2 separate regions of the Zea mays genome follow, and region 2 is linked to region 1. A link is a contact called in public Hi-C data. All regions are on one chromosome and are shown on one strand. Each heading gives the region's core, a stretch centred on a gene start, on an enhancer-like site or on the middle of the called end of the contact. The rest is flanking DNA. Distances are from core to core; before and after follow the strand shown.

Region 1 (6,622 bases), core at 2,152-4,651:
CATTACCCTGAGCTATTCTCCTTTGCAAAGAACAAAAAAAACTCTCTATCGTTACTATTCATCGTTACTGTTTATCGATGATATTTAGCATAACTATTTCATCGTCACTATTCATCATTACTATTCATCGATCGTCCGATCACCCTAAATTTCAACTGCTCATCCATCATGCTATCCAGCTCACCTAAGACCTGCCAGACTAATACTCCAGTTATACGAACTCCGATGACTGTGATTTTCCTTCCAGTAAGAACTTTCCATCTGGTCGTCACCCATCCCAAATTTCTCCAAGTTGAGCACGCTTAACTTTGAGATCCTTTCGAACCAGGTTCCAAACTCAGATTCCAATAATTCTTGTTTCTAAATTCTTATCAAATTATTCCCTATCCAACCATGTCATCCCTTAAACATGGTTCATATTCCAGAAAACTCCCAAAATACTCTTGTTCCATATTCTGCCTATAATTTCCCTATTCGGACTAAGTCAGATGATTCATTCGCCACCATTCTTACCAACAGTGAACTCTACCGTACTACACCACATACACCCAGCTATAAATACACACAGTTATAAATAGACCCGGTTACCCTCTCCATCTCCACACACTCAACACCCTCAGTCAAGGCAAACCCCCACTCACTCAGTTACTCCGCTCTGTCGGCTACACGCATAGTTTCGCTTCGCCTCCAATCCACTCTCCTGGTAAGCACCTCCACTCCACCACCAGTAATATCACAACATCACATGACACGGATTCTGCTCAAGACTCTACCCATCCATATATTGTCATTCTGACCGCTATACTAAATATTTGTTGATATATTTGCTGGTTTGTATGTTTGCTTGTTCATGTTGCATAGTTATCGGAGCGTTCGTGCCGTCTCGTGAAGGCCAGATCTGCAAGTCTACGCTAGATGGTGGAGCCAGAAGTCAGTTCCGCGAGCTCTCACCCTTTCGCCGGTTAAGCACGGCAAGCTCACGGAATCCCTTTGATGCATAAATTACCTATGCTTTTTCAACCACAAACTTTAGCCTGTTATTTTATGCATGATATGATTTTGCTAAGAGACAAGTTATTATGGCCACCCAGCCTTATAACTTGCCGCAATCAATCTTTATACTCCTTGACATATTTGTTACAAATGATTTGAGAAAAGGTGTGAGTTTTTAAAAGAAAATGTTTTTCAAAATGGGTATGATGAAGGGTTGTCACCCTTATCACCTTTGAGCGGGATAATCAGGGTTTGGGGGAGGGCCTAAGGTGATGGCTTAGCTGGTTCAGGTGTGAGCATGAAGGATTGTCCCTCTCTCCTAAGGATCGGTTTGTCATCACTCCTTACCTATACTCTTATCAAGTACAACCACTCGAGACTGTATGGGCAGTCACTCAATCTGAACTTGTACGGTCCGAACCCTAGGGTTATGACGGCTGGAGAGCACCGGGAGGATAAGGAAGGGGAATGTTTTGTCCGGTTTGGGCATGGTGGTGGCCTGACTCCTTTCGGTATAATCGTTAAGGTAAGAACATGCAAGGAAAGAGAGATTCGGCATTCGGATCTCACGACGGTGAGATTGCAGAAATCGAACTAGTGGGTAAAGTGTACACCTCTGTGCAGAGCTTGAAAACCTATTCGAATAGTACGCGTCCACGGATATGGATGAGTCATGGCATGGATTTGACAATTAGTGTTTTGTTTTCCAAAAATGCTTTTGAAAAGTGGTTTTAAAAGGTCTGACGGTTGAGCCGTGAGCTATGGTGGACGGGAAGTCCAGTAGCTGTTTTTGAAAACGAAAACCAGTGGGAAATTGCTGATATACTGGATGGTTTAGTCCAGGGGATTTTGTTCTATATTGAAAAAAACTTTCTGCTCCTTTGGAAGAGGATGCGCTAGGAAAAATATAAAATGTTTTACAAAATAACCCTGCATCAAATATTGCTCTTTCTGCAAAATATACTGAACTCCACATATTCCATGCATTATATCTGATTTCCCCATTCCGTGGGTGAAGGTGGGCTGCTGAGTACGTATCAATCTTGCTTATTTGTTGTTTTTCAGAGAAGGAGATCGTTGATCGGGTAAGAGTTACGCCTGTTCCCAACCTTGCTTGTGGCTGTTGGACCGCTGATTTGTTTCACTGCGTATATCGGGCTGCTTCAGCCCACTCTGATGTTATGTCCCGAGTTTTGGACTAACTCTTAAAGTTGATCGCCACCTTTATAGGTTTGTCTCGTTTAATCAGATCTGGAATCATCTGATGTATAAATGTGTTTACTAGCCTCCTGGACTAATAATTGTATCACATTTGAGTCCTAGAGGATTGGGGCGCTTCACCTAAGTCATGAGTAATCTTTGGAACACCTATTTCTGTGAGATAGCCTTTTTTAACTTAATGGCAGGAGCTCTGCCTCTCAATTAAGAAGAAAGGAATTAATCCAGTTTTAAGGAAAACCGGGCCCAAAACCTACACATGGTGCACAAGCAACCCAAACAATGGCAGCCCCACACACAAACACCATCTAGGGCACATGGCCTTTTGCCATGGCATGCTCATCTAGTCTAAGTTTGTTTCTGGTTAATCAAGAGGGGCCTTTTTGAAACCTTCACAATTCAGTTGGGCGTTCCATTCTATCCATAAGTGATTATTCTTATTGTGCTGGAGTTTGTGGATTTCAAGAAATGGCCTCATCTTTCAAGGTGCTCAGCCAACAGTTAATGATTGCAGAGAAATCTTCAAAAGATAACTTGTGTTGGTTATCCATGTTGCAGAGAAGAAATTATTTCCTTTAATACAAGAATGACAACACAACTATGTTAATTCTGCTCATTTTTCTCTTTTTTTGTTTTTATATTTTCTAATATATATTATCCAGTAGGGGGGGGGGGGGGGCGCTCCTGGCCTCCTGTTACAATATTATGCCTGCTCAGTTGTATTTTGTTTCCAACTCAGGGTCCTTAGAAGTTCAATGACTTAACATTCAACGCATCTCGCATTTATTAATTTACAAATATGGCCATTAACGACCAAGCTCCACAAATTACCTAGTTGTGATATTTAATTAGCACAATCACATGGCTCTGAAAATTTCATCATTTGAAAAATGCAACCAAAAACACACGGGATACTCTTTGCGCACTTCACACTAACACACAATTATTTCACCCAGATCGCCAGTTCGATAAAAAAAATCTCTGTAAACTAACACAAAATCAACATGATCAGAAGTACAGAAGCAAAACCTTTTCTCAGCTCCCCCTCGAGTCTGTAAATCCAGGAGATTCACGCGCGCTTCTTCCGCGGTTCCGCCAATAGTCAGCCAGACGGCCTCGCCCGCTTCGTCACACCAGCGCTGGCCGTGTCGACCTAGGTTTTCGGGGCTCACCGGAACCGTTGAAAAGAGGGTGAAGACTGAAGACGAGGCCTCTGGAGTCCGGACGTGGCCGTGTGAGTGTGACTGTGTGAGCGCTGAGCGGTGAGCCGTGCGATGGCCCATGGGAAGTCTCCTGTATATGGGCTTGCAGCAAAGCTACAGCCCACAGGCCATGTCTTCTTGTAGCCCGTGGATTACTCACTGGAAAAAAAATACTACTACAATTTTAGCCCACTCAGCTACCGCAGTAGTTAATTTTCCTCAAACAACGAAAGTATTTTTTATCTCTATTAATTTTCTAAAACATTTAATTTTATTTTAAGTGGTTTTGTTAATGCAACACCATGTATTGAGAAGAATGCCTCTAAGGCAGTCTTCAGCAGAGTGTGCATATGACGGTGCAAAACATTATCTGGTAATGTAGACTGCATTGTTTATGAAGTGATGTTTGAAATAAAAGGTGAACGGGGGAGTCTGCTGAAGATGGCCTAACTAAAGTTATATATTAACAAACATACTATTCTAATATATTTTCAAAGAAAATACCTTTAAATCTCTAAATAAAGTTGGAGTTTCGGACTATCCTACAGAACTGGCCGTCAACTAGCCAGTGGAAAGGAATGACGAAGCTCGATCGTTGTCGAAGCTATCTTCGAATAATGAGACATAAGGAGTTACGAAGAGCAAAGAAAATGTGTACGTCTCTTTTGTAAAAGTACATGAAGAACCATTGTATGGGGTGTGGGATTATTGTCGCTAAATGCTGACCAAATTTGTGCAACAGAAAGTTGGTCGACGAGCTTAGTTTTATCAAGAAGTCAATCGACTTAGTAGAGCAAGGTGGTCCAATGGAGTTAATTAGGAGTGCTTATAGCTTATAGTATGTGCACTATAAATATACATTTATCATCATTGATAAGAAACGAAGACACACGTTTTCAAGCAGCGTGTGCTTTCTTATCCTTTCGACATATCGTAACCACTCTCTGAGTGTTTTCTAAGGCAAATGTCGTTTTGTTCTATTGTGGTCTCTAGCTCTGGTATATCCCATCAAGGCTATACAACACTCCACCTTGTTTTTTGGTATATTTATACAAAGCATTGTTGTTTTTAAGACTGCTAGTTATCCTGTGTAACATCAATCTATTTGTTCATTTACGCTTCATATTATAGATTGATCTTACACAACCAGATGTGTATCGCTCACTCGGTTGCTACATTCCACGACGCGCAACTGCAATATTTGCATACGACACCTCGCCTTTTCCTACATGTCTTAGCTCTGTTATTTGTTCTAGATGGTCCTATCATGATCCATTTTCGTACTTATGAGCTTCAGGTCATAGTTATTGGTGTTCCTAGTGGCGTTGGTATGATATATAATGTATATCAGATCATGAATGTTCCTATGAATGGTTTACCGTTTAGCTTGTCCTAGGTTCCATCACATGCATGGTGTGCGTAATCCTGATGGCCTAACCTGTTTCTTCGCGCTTTGGTCATGCGTGTGGCATGCATCGATATAGAACCAATAGTCGTCTAAATCATGCCTTAGTGAAAACGAATCTACATGTGAAGAATTTAGTAGGATCATGACACAAAAAATCAAGACGTCTATGATGGGGGAGTTGAAGTATTTCTTAGGATTTCTAGTGAAGCAACTCCAAGAGGGCACCTTCATTAGCCAAACGAAGTATACTCAAGACATTCTAAACAAGTTTGGGATGAAGGATGCCAAGCCCATCAAGACACCCATGGGAACCAATGGGCATCTCGACCTCAACACGGAAGGTAAATCCGTTGATCAAAAGGTATATCGGTCGATGATAGGTTCTTTACTCTACTTATGTGCATCTCGACCGGATATTATGCTTTCCGTATGCATGTGTGCAAGATTCCAAGCCGACCCTAAGGAAGCTCACCTTACGGCCGTAAAACGAATCTTGAGATATTTAGTTTATACTCCTAAGTTTGGGCTTTGGTATCCTAGGGGATCCACATTTGATTTAATTGGTTATTTGGATGCCGATTGGGCGGGGTGTAAAATTAATAGAAAGAGCGCATCGGGGACTTGCCAGTTCTTGGGAAGATCCTTGGTGTCTTGGGCTTCAAAGAAGCAAAACTCTGTTGCTCTTTTTACCACCGAAGCCGAGTACATTGCCGCAGGCCATTGTTGCGCGCAATTACTTTGGATGAGGCAAACCCTTAGAGACTACGGTTACAAATTAAGCAAAGTTCCTCTTCTATGTGATAATGAGAGTGCAATCCGCATGGCGGATAATCCCGTTGAGCATAGCCACACTAAACACATAGCCATTCAGTATCACTTCTTAAGGGATCACCAACAAAAGGGAGATATCGAGATTGCATATATGAACACTAAGGATCAATTAGCCGATATCTTTACCAAGCCACTAGATGAACAAACTTTTAACAAACTTAGGCATGAGCTAAATATCCTTGATTCTAGGAATTTCTTTTGATGTCTTGCATACATAGCTCATAAATATACCTTTGATCATATCTCTTTCATGTGCTATGACTAATGTGTTTTCAAGTGAATTTCAAAACAAGTCATAAGTGTATTGAAAGGGAATTGGAGTCTTCGGCGAAGACAAAGGCTTCCACTCCACTCCATAACTCATCCTTCGTCGTCGCTCCGAGCAACTCTTCATCTTTGGTATAATCTTCACTCACATGTTATTTACCAAAGGAGGAGAAAGTAGTTCGAAAGGGCTCTAATGATTCCGTTTTTGGCGATTTATGCCAAAGGGGGAGAGAGCATGAGCCTAAAGCAAAAGGACCGCACCACCACCAATTTCAAAATTCTTTAGTCTTCCAATTTGGTTTTAAAGAAATATTTTCAAATTAGTATCTTATGTGTGATATAATTTCAAATTGGTATACCCTCTTTAAAATTAACATTAAAACCCTATTGAACACTAAGAGGAGGATTTCATTAAGGGGGAGTTTTGTTTAGTCAAAGGAAAAGCATTTGAAACAGGGGGAGAAAATTTCAAATCTTGAAAATGCTTCTTAAAATCTTATTCATTTACCTTTGACTATATTGCAAAAGGACTTTGAAAAAGATTTACAAAAGAATTTGCAAAAACAAAACATGTGGTGCAAGCGTGGTCCAAAATGTTAAAGAAAGAAACAATCCATGCATATCCTATAAGAATTTATATTGGCTCAATTCTAAGTAACCTTTGCACTTACAATTATGCAAACTAGTTCAATTATGCACTTCT
Region 2 (6,552 bases), core at 2,408-4,907, 130 kb after region 1:
CCAAACTGCCACTGGCATCACGCTGCAAGCTGAATAAGTAGAAGAAAAAGACTCGGTAATAAAGAGGAACCATATACTGTACTTCGTAGGTACCAGAGTGATGATAAAGGACCGAATTTTTTGCATTTTGATCCTTCAACTGAAAAAAATTCACGTTTGGACCCTAAAAAATTTTAATGTCATTTTTGGACCCTTTACTCGGCGCCGTAGCCTGTGGCGCCGAGGTAACACAGCTCGGCGCCATAGGCTATGGCGCCGAGGTACGTGCTGCGTTGGCACAAACGGACGTCGTGGCGCCGACGTGGTACCGAGCTCGGCGCCATAGATCATGGCGCCGAGCTCCATTCTGTACAGAAAATTTGTCTAGCTCAGTTGGTAAAATACATGGCTCTTAACCCTGTGATCGTGGGTTCGAGCCCCACAGTGGGTGTTCTTTAATATATTTTGTCTTTGTCACTTGTTTATTTTTTTTGTTGTCCATATTTTTCGTTTATGTCGTTGATTTGTCCGTCATGATTTATTTCTCATCCAATTTTATTTTTGTGACTGATTTGTTTATTCGTCCAGATTTTTTTATCCGGCGAGCACAGCAGCTGTATATGCAGTAAATTCTAAAATATATCATCTATGAGACAAGTATATAATGGAGTATACTTTTATTTAGTGCAGAAGAAAAAAAGATGAATATGTGTGCTTCTTTTTAGTGGGAATATGTTATTATGTATTTAAAATTTATGTTCAAAAGAACTCAATGAAAATATAATATTTTTATTTGATCACGATTGAAGTAAGAGTGTTCTCATTTGATTTTTATTGTGGTTAGCTGAGCAAACAAGGGGAGAAGTTGACGGCTTGTGAGCACTGTGGCACACAGCTGCTGTGCTCGCCGGATAAAAAAATCTGAACGAATAAACAAATCAGTCACAAAAATAAAATTGGATGGGAAATAAATCAGGACAAATAAATCAGCGACATAAACGAAAAATATGGACAACAAAAAAATAAATAAGTGACAAATACAAAAAGTATTAAAAAATGCCAACCATGGGGTTTGAACCCACAACCTCAGGGTTAAGAGTCTTATATTTTACCAACTGAGCTAGACAAGTTTTCTGTACAGAACAGAGCTCGGCGCCATAATCTATGGCGCCGAGCTCGGTACCACGTCGGCGCCACGACGTCCGTTTGTGCCAACGCAGCACGTACCTCGGCGCCATAGCCTATGGCGCCGAGCTGTGTTACCTCGGCGCCACAGGCTACGGCGCCGAGTAAAGGGTCCAAAAATGACATTAAAATTTTTTAGGGTCCAAACGTGAATTTTTTTCCGATGAAGGACCAAAATGCAAAAAATTCGGGATAAAGGAATACAACACAGTATTTGAATACAAATGAGTGTGCAACAAGTACATGAAAATAAAATGCCATCCAGTATTCTTCGACATAGCTCCAAAGTGATGGTAAAGCTGTATATAAGATATACATTTTGTTCCTTAATAAATTTAAATATCAGTCTAAAGTTACAATTCCAGACACAATTCCAGACACTGGCTACTACTGTCTGTCGCGCTGAAAGAAAAAAAATCCAAACAATCCCTTCTTCTATACCAATGGAGTAGCCTAAACCCCAATATACATCTTCCACCTCCAACAGCACACGAAAATTTTACTATTTCGATATGCCTATTTCGTATAATCACAATTGGAAATGGAAATTCTAACTTTTACATCGTACTCACTAACCAAAACCGGAAAAATAAGTGTACAAAACACCCGTTCCCACATAACGTCGAGCACATAGCGCACGCTCTACAAAGCTGGCCTGGCCTAACGGTAGAAGACGACGGGCGGGACGGCGAACCCGGAATCGTTGAGGAACGGGACAACCTGCGGATGCTCGGAGAGGTCGTGGTAGAAAGCGTACTCCGCTTCGTAGTCGTGGAGGTCCAGCTCCGCCTTTTGGTTGCTGTGGTAATGGTGCTTGGCGTCGGAAGACTTGCCGAAGCCGAACACGCTGACTCTGTCACACACTCCCACCGCGACCATGATGGCCTGCATCCCGGACGAGTAATGGAACATGGCGGCGTCGTGCGCGCGGTCCCACTCCTCGGGCGCGCGGCCGGTCTCGGCGACGAATCGGCGGAGGGAGTAGTACTTGACGATGCGCGCGCAGAGGACGTCGAGGCGGGCGTCGGTGACGGAGATGGGGGAGCCGTGGCGGGTGGACGAGGTGGCGTTGCAGGCGGCGACGTCGAGGAAATGGGCGGCCTGGCAGATGTAGAGCAGGATGGGGACGCCGTGGCCGTAGGGGTGGCAGAAGCAGCCGGGCCGGCGCGCGCAGAGGTGGAGGATGTTGCTGTTGATGAAGGAGAAGTTGGTCTTGCTGCCGACGTGCGCGGCGTAGCCTGAGACGCGGGCGTTGTTGAGGCGGAAGACGGCGGCGTGGGAGTCGATGAAGTCGCCGTGGCTGGCGCGCAGGAGGATGCCGCTGTTGCCGACGACGGCGCAGGAGGGGATGCGCCCGGGGATGGAGAGCAGGGACGCGAGGCTGCCGAGGACGGAGGGGTCGTAGCGGCGGAGGCGGTGCCAGGAGCTGAGGTCGCGGCGGAGGGCCGGGTCGATGTGGAGCTGCTCGTGGCGCGGGAGCGGGTGGAGCAGGGTGTCGTGGTCGTCGTCTGGGCGGCGGCCGCGGCGCGGGAGCGAGAGGCCGTGGTGGCGGTGGAGGTGGAGCGGGTGCAGGAGCCGGTCGTGACGCCACGCGCGGGCCCGCGCGGCGGAGGCCGGGAGGCGGCCCTCGAGGAGCTCGTCCACGTCCCGCCGCAGCGACGCCTCCGAGGGATCGGCTGCGGCCAGGCGGAGCAGCGTGGCGTTGAGGCGCGGCGGCGGCGGCTCCCACGCGGGCGCCGGCGCCACGGCGCGACGGAGCGCGGTGGAGAAGGAGGCCGCGCCGACGAGCACGACGAAGATGAGCACCGCGAAGGAGCGCCGCAGCGGCCGCTTCATCGCCGCCTCGGGCGCAGCCCCGGCCTGGGGCTAGCTGGGTCGTAGCCGCCGCATCCGCATCCGCATGGGTGCACGGCTGCACGCGCAGCAGGCAGAGGAGGAGGACAGGGAGCAGGGGGGTTCCGGGTTCGTGTCTGTGCGACCGAGCCGCGCTGAGCACTGTCCGAGTGGCGGAGTGAGCGCGGGCGCGGGCGCGTGGGCGCAGCGAGTTCTTTCTTTATCGGTCGCCGTGCTAACGAGCTTTCTTTATAGGAGTGTGCTGTGCTATTCATGGTTGGTTGGACTTGGGGTTCGGGCAGACGGGGGATCCAATGTGCCCTGCTCCGGTTCGTGCATCGAGCGGAGTAATCATCAGTTTGCGTGGGTGGCGGCGGCGGCCACCGTGCCCGCACGATGTGACATGTGGGCCTTCACCAGCTGCCAATCTGCCCCTGCTCGGCACTCGGCAAGCGAGATGGGATGGGAGTGGGACTTTGGGAGCAAGAAACTCCAAGGAGAGTGAATTGAGCATACCATTGCGTGAGCTTTCGTTGATTCGAGGAAGGTTTGCATCGAGCTCACCTCTCCTTTTTTTTCATCTGCATGTTTCCTTAACTAGGCACCTGTATATTGTTAGGCACGCATGGCGTTGCCGGAGTTAACGAACGCATGGCGTTGCCGGAGTTAACGAAGTTCCGCCAAACAAAGTAATGAGGCGTGTTTTTCGAAAGTTTAGGGATGTGGCGAGCGTATTGCATTGCCCCCCGACCCCGACGACGCGCCAACCGGTCGCCAATTCCATCTGCGCCTGCGCGGTCGTTTGCGCGATTCGGACGGGGAGAACGATAGACCGCACATGCGTGGACTCGTTCCTTTCTTTTCTCTGTCCCGTTTTTTTTCTTTTCCTTTTTTTTTCGTCGCGCCGCGGTGAACGACAAACCGCATCTTAACGGACACGATTGTGCTCGATGCCTTGAAGACGGTTGCGGTGATTAGCTCCGGCCGAACGATACTTTTCGCGCGACGTGCACGGACGTGTCTTCTTCACTAGCTTTTGCTTTCACATGTACCACAAATATAGACTTGACATTTTGTTTCTTTTGCCTATTTCTCGTACGCTGCGCGCTTGGGACTCGAGTGATTCATCCGTGGTCATGAACTCATGATCACGTCCATTCATTTTTTCCTTTTTCTCTTTCACATTTTATTTTCTCACTCCATTCTTTCTTTACTTTTTTCATTGGTCTATTTAGTTTTATTCTATATTTTATGAATATGTTTATATCTTTTTTTTGCAAGGGATAGAAAGTTGGGAAGGTGTAAGAGTATCTCCAACCCGCGATCTATAAAAATACCCTATAATTTAAAAATGGGTAAATTTTATTGGATTTAGAATACTAACAAAATATTCTACTCCAATAGTAAAACTTTAAATATAGATAATATGGTAAGCCACTACGATGTAGTATATTTAAAGCGGTTGAGAGTGTGCCCTATAATTTTTTGACCTTTTTTTTTAAAAAAAGATCATTGTTGTAGTGGTTTTTGCTGCGTAGAGCCCTCTATTTCAATTTGAGGCACCAATTTAAGTCATTGTTGGAGATGCTCAAGGGCTCCCCAAAAGTCTCTCATAAATCCAGTTTTTTTGGAAAAAAAAAACACAAACACATGTCTCCAACAGTTACCCCAAAGCGCTCCGAACTTTTTTCGTAGCCCTTAAAACTCTCTCATTTGTAGCTACAAATGAGGTTTTTTGGGCTCCCCAGAAACAATCTGTCACTTTAAGGGATCTGTTAGAGAAAGGATTAAAATCTACCCCCACTAATTATTTAGATGTCTCTTAAAACTGATTTTGAGGAGTCGTTTTCTGGGGAGCTGTTAGAGATGCTCTAATATCAGTGGCGGACTTACCGCCCAGGCACCACAGGCGGTGGCCTGGGCTGTCTCGGCTGCGACAATGGACAGAAGCAAGCAAACATCATACCCACAAGCATGCAAGCAGAGCAGCAAAGGGTCTAGGCACAGGCGTAGAGTATAGCAGTGTAATTTCGCCTAGGCTGTCTTCAAATCCTGAGTCCGCCACTGTCTAATATCAACCACAGATAACTCATTCACTTTGTAACTTATATTCTTTTAGAAAAGGAAAGCAAGGAAATATTTTTTGCTAAAAATAAAAGGCTGTGGAATCAACTAGTCATTCCCGGTTATAGTTATGTAAACAACTCGCTAAATATGAATTTAAGAAATTTTTGAGGGAAAACTCTTCTCTAACAGTTATGTAAAGCAGATCCTTAAATTTACAAACTCTCTACAAAACCCAATTTCATCCCTATATTTACGAACCTCATTGGGACTCACTAAATTAACGTTGGTTCTAAATCCATCGCGAAAACCATATTTAGGCCACTGTTTTGTGTCGTGCCACCGTCCTATTGACCACAAATCTATCTCCGGTGTCATATGTTGTCTTCATGCCGTCGCCGCGACCTTCTAGTGTTCAATCGATAACTTCGACCTTCCAAGATATTATGAAGGTTGTTGATGTGCTAGCTTAATTAAAAATAGAAAGCATACTTACTTTTTTATTGACATGGATAATTTTAAAAATAGCAACCAACAAATAGAGAACTGACGAAACACACATATTTTTTTCTATTCCTTAAAGTAATTTAGCAACTTTTTAAATCTATAATTTATAGTGCTAAATTTACGTAATTATTGGAGATGCTCTAACTTCCGCGGGATTTGATCTAAGTCGCAAATCGCAATTGGTCTCCGGTCTTCCTCAGAAGGCTCGCTCCCTGATCTCGCCGCCCCCAGGCCAGGCGTCCTGCTCCTGTCTGCTCTTCTCCACTAGAACCCGTGTGGCCGGCCGTATTGACAGCGAAAGGCTGAAAGCCCGTTGGGCTGGAGTGATCTGGTTTACGTCGCTCTCAAGCCTCGGCCTTCTGGACCCTTGCTGCTTCGTTCCAAAAGAGAGAATTTTTTTTTGGCTAGCTGCTTAGAGTTTACCAGTGATGGAATTTTGCCGTGCGTTTCCTCGCCATCCTTGTCGTCGCATCGTCTGGATGGATATATATAATTTCCTCTGCCAATGCCATACAGGGGATTGTCTCTAGTAGTATCCATCCACACGTCTCTAATCCCGTTTCCCGGAGTCCGCCATGGAACGCAACAGGAATCTGCCGTCTTCTTTACAACGAAAGGTAAGAATCTGTCAACACTTTGTTTGAGGATGGGCACCCGCACTTACTGTGCGGCTGCAGACAAAACTCAAAAGCAAGCTGCTGCATCAGTTTATCTTTTAGCGGTCCGCTGAAGTGGTCCAAAGCGGCGTCCAGCCTTTTAACCAAACGAAGAGTCTGCCGCGTCTGGAACGGACCCGGAGACACCTATAGCACGGACGATGAGATGAAAATGACAGCACAAGTAAAAAGGAGAAGATGGTAGCCACCACTAATTAGACATGGTACAATAGGCTGAAAGGCTTTTTATAGCGGGAAAGTTCCGTTTGGTAGAAAGATGTATGACCGATCGCCAACCGGACGATCAATCGCCCAAACACGAATCACA

What was found. A called contact is a pair of places that touch in the nucleus more often than the background predicts.
Region 2: a contact with region 1 is called in a Hi-C map of leaf, with 4 times the contacts expected there. The contact joins the promoter of LOC109944873 here to the promoter of LOC100284443 in region 1. A contact is called at or near these places in 4 of 25 Hi-C or Micro-C datasets (ear, leaf and tassel).

What each region holds. Positions count from the first base shown.
Region 1 is chr3:181,626,286-181,632,907 of Zm-B73-REFERENCE-NAM-5.0, forward strand. It overlaps LOC100284443, which reads right to left and starts at 3,402. Exons shown (of 3, transcript NM_001157338.2): 1 at 3,241-3,402.
Region 2 is chr3:181,755,088-181,761,639 of Zm-B73-REFERENCE-NAM-5.0, forward strand. It overlaps LOC109944873 (sialyltransferase-like protein 1), which reads right to left and starts at 3,658. Exons shown (of 1, transcript XM_020550417.3): 1 at 1,442-3,658. The coding sequence starts at 3,000. The coding sequence ends at 1,825. LOC100216828 reads right to left here. Exons shown (of 5, transcript NM_001367438.1): 5 at 6,455-6,552.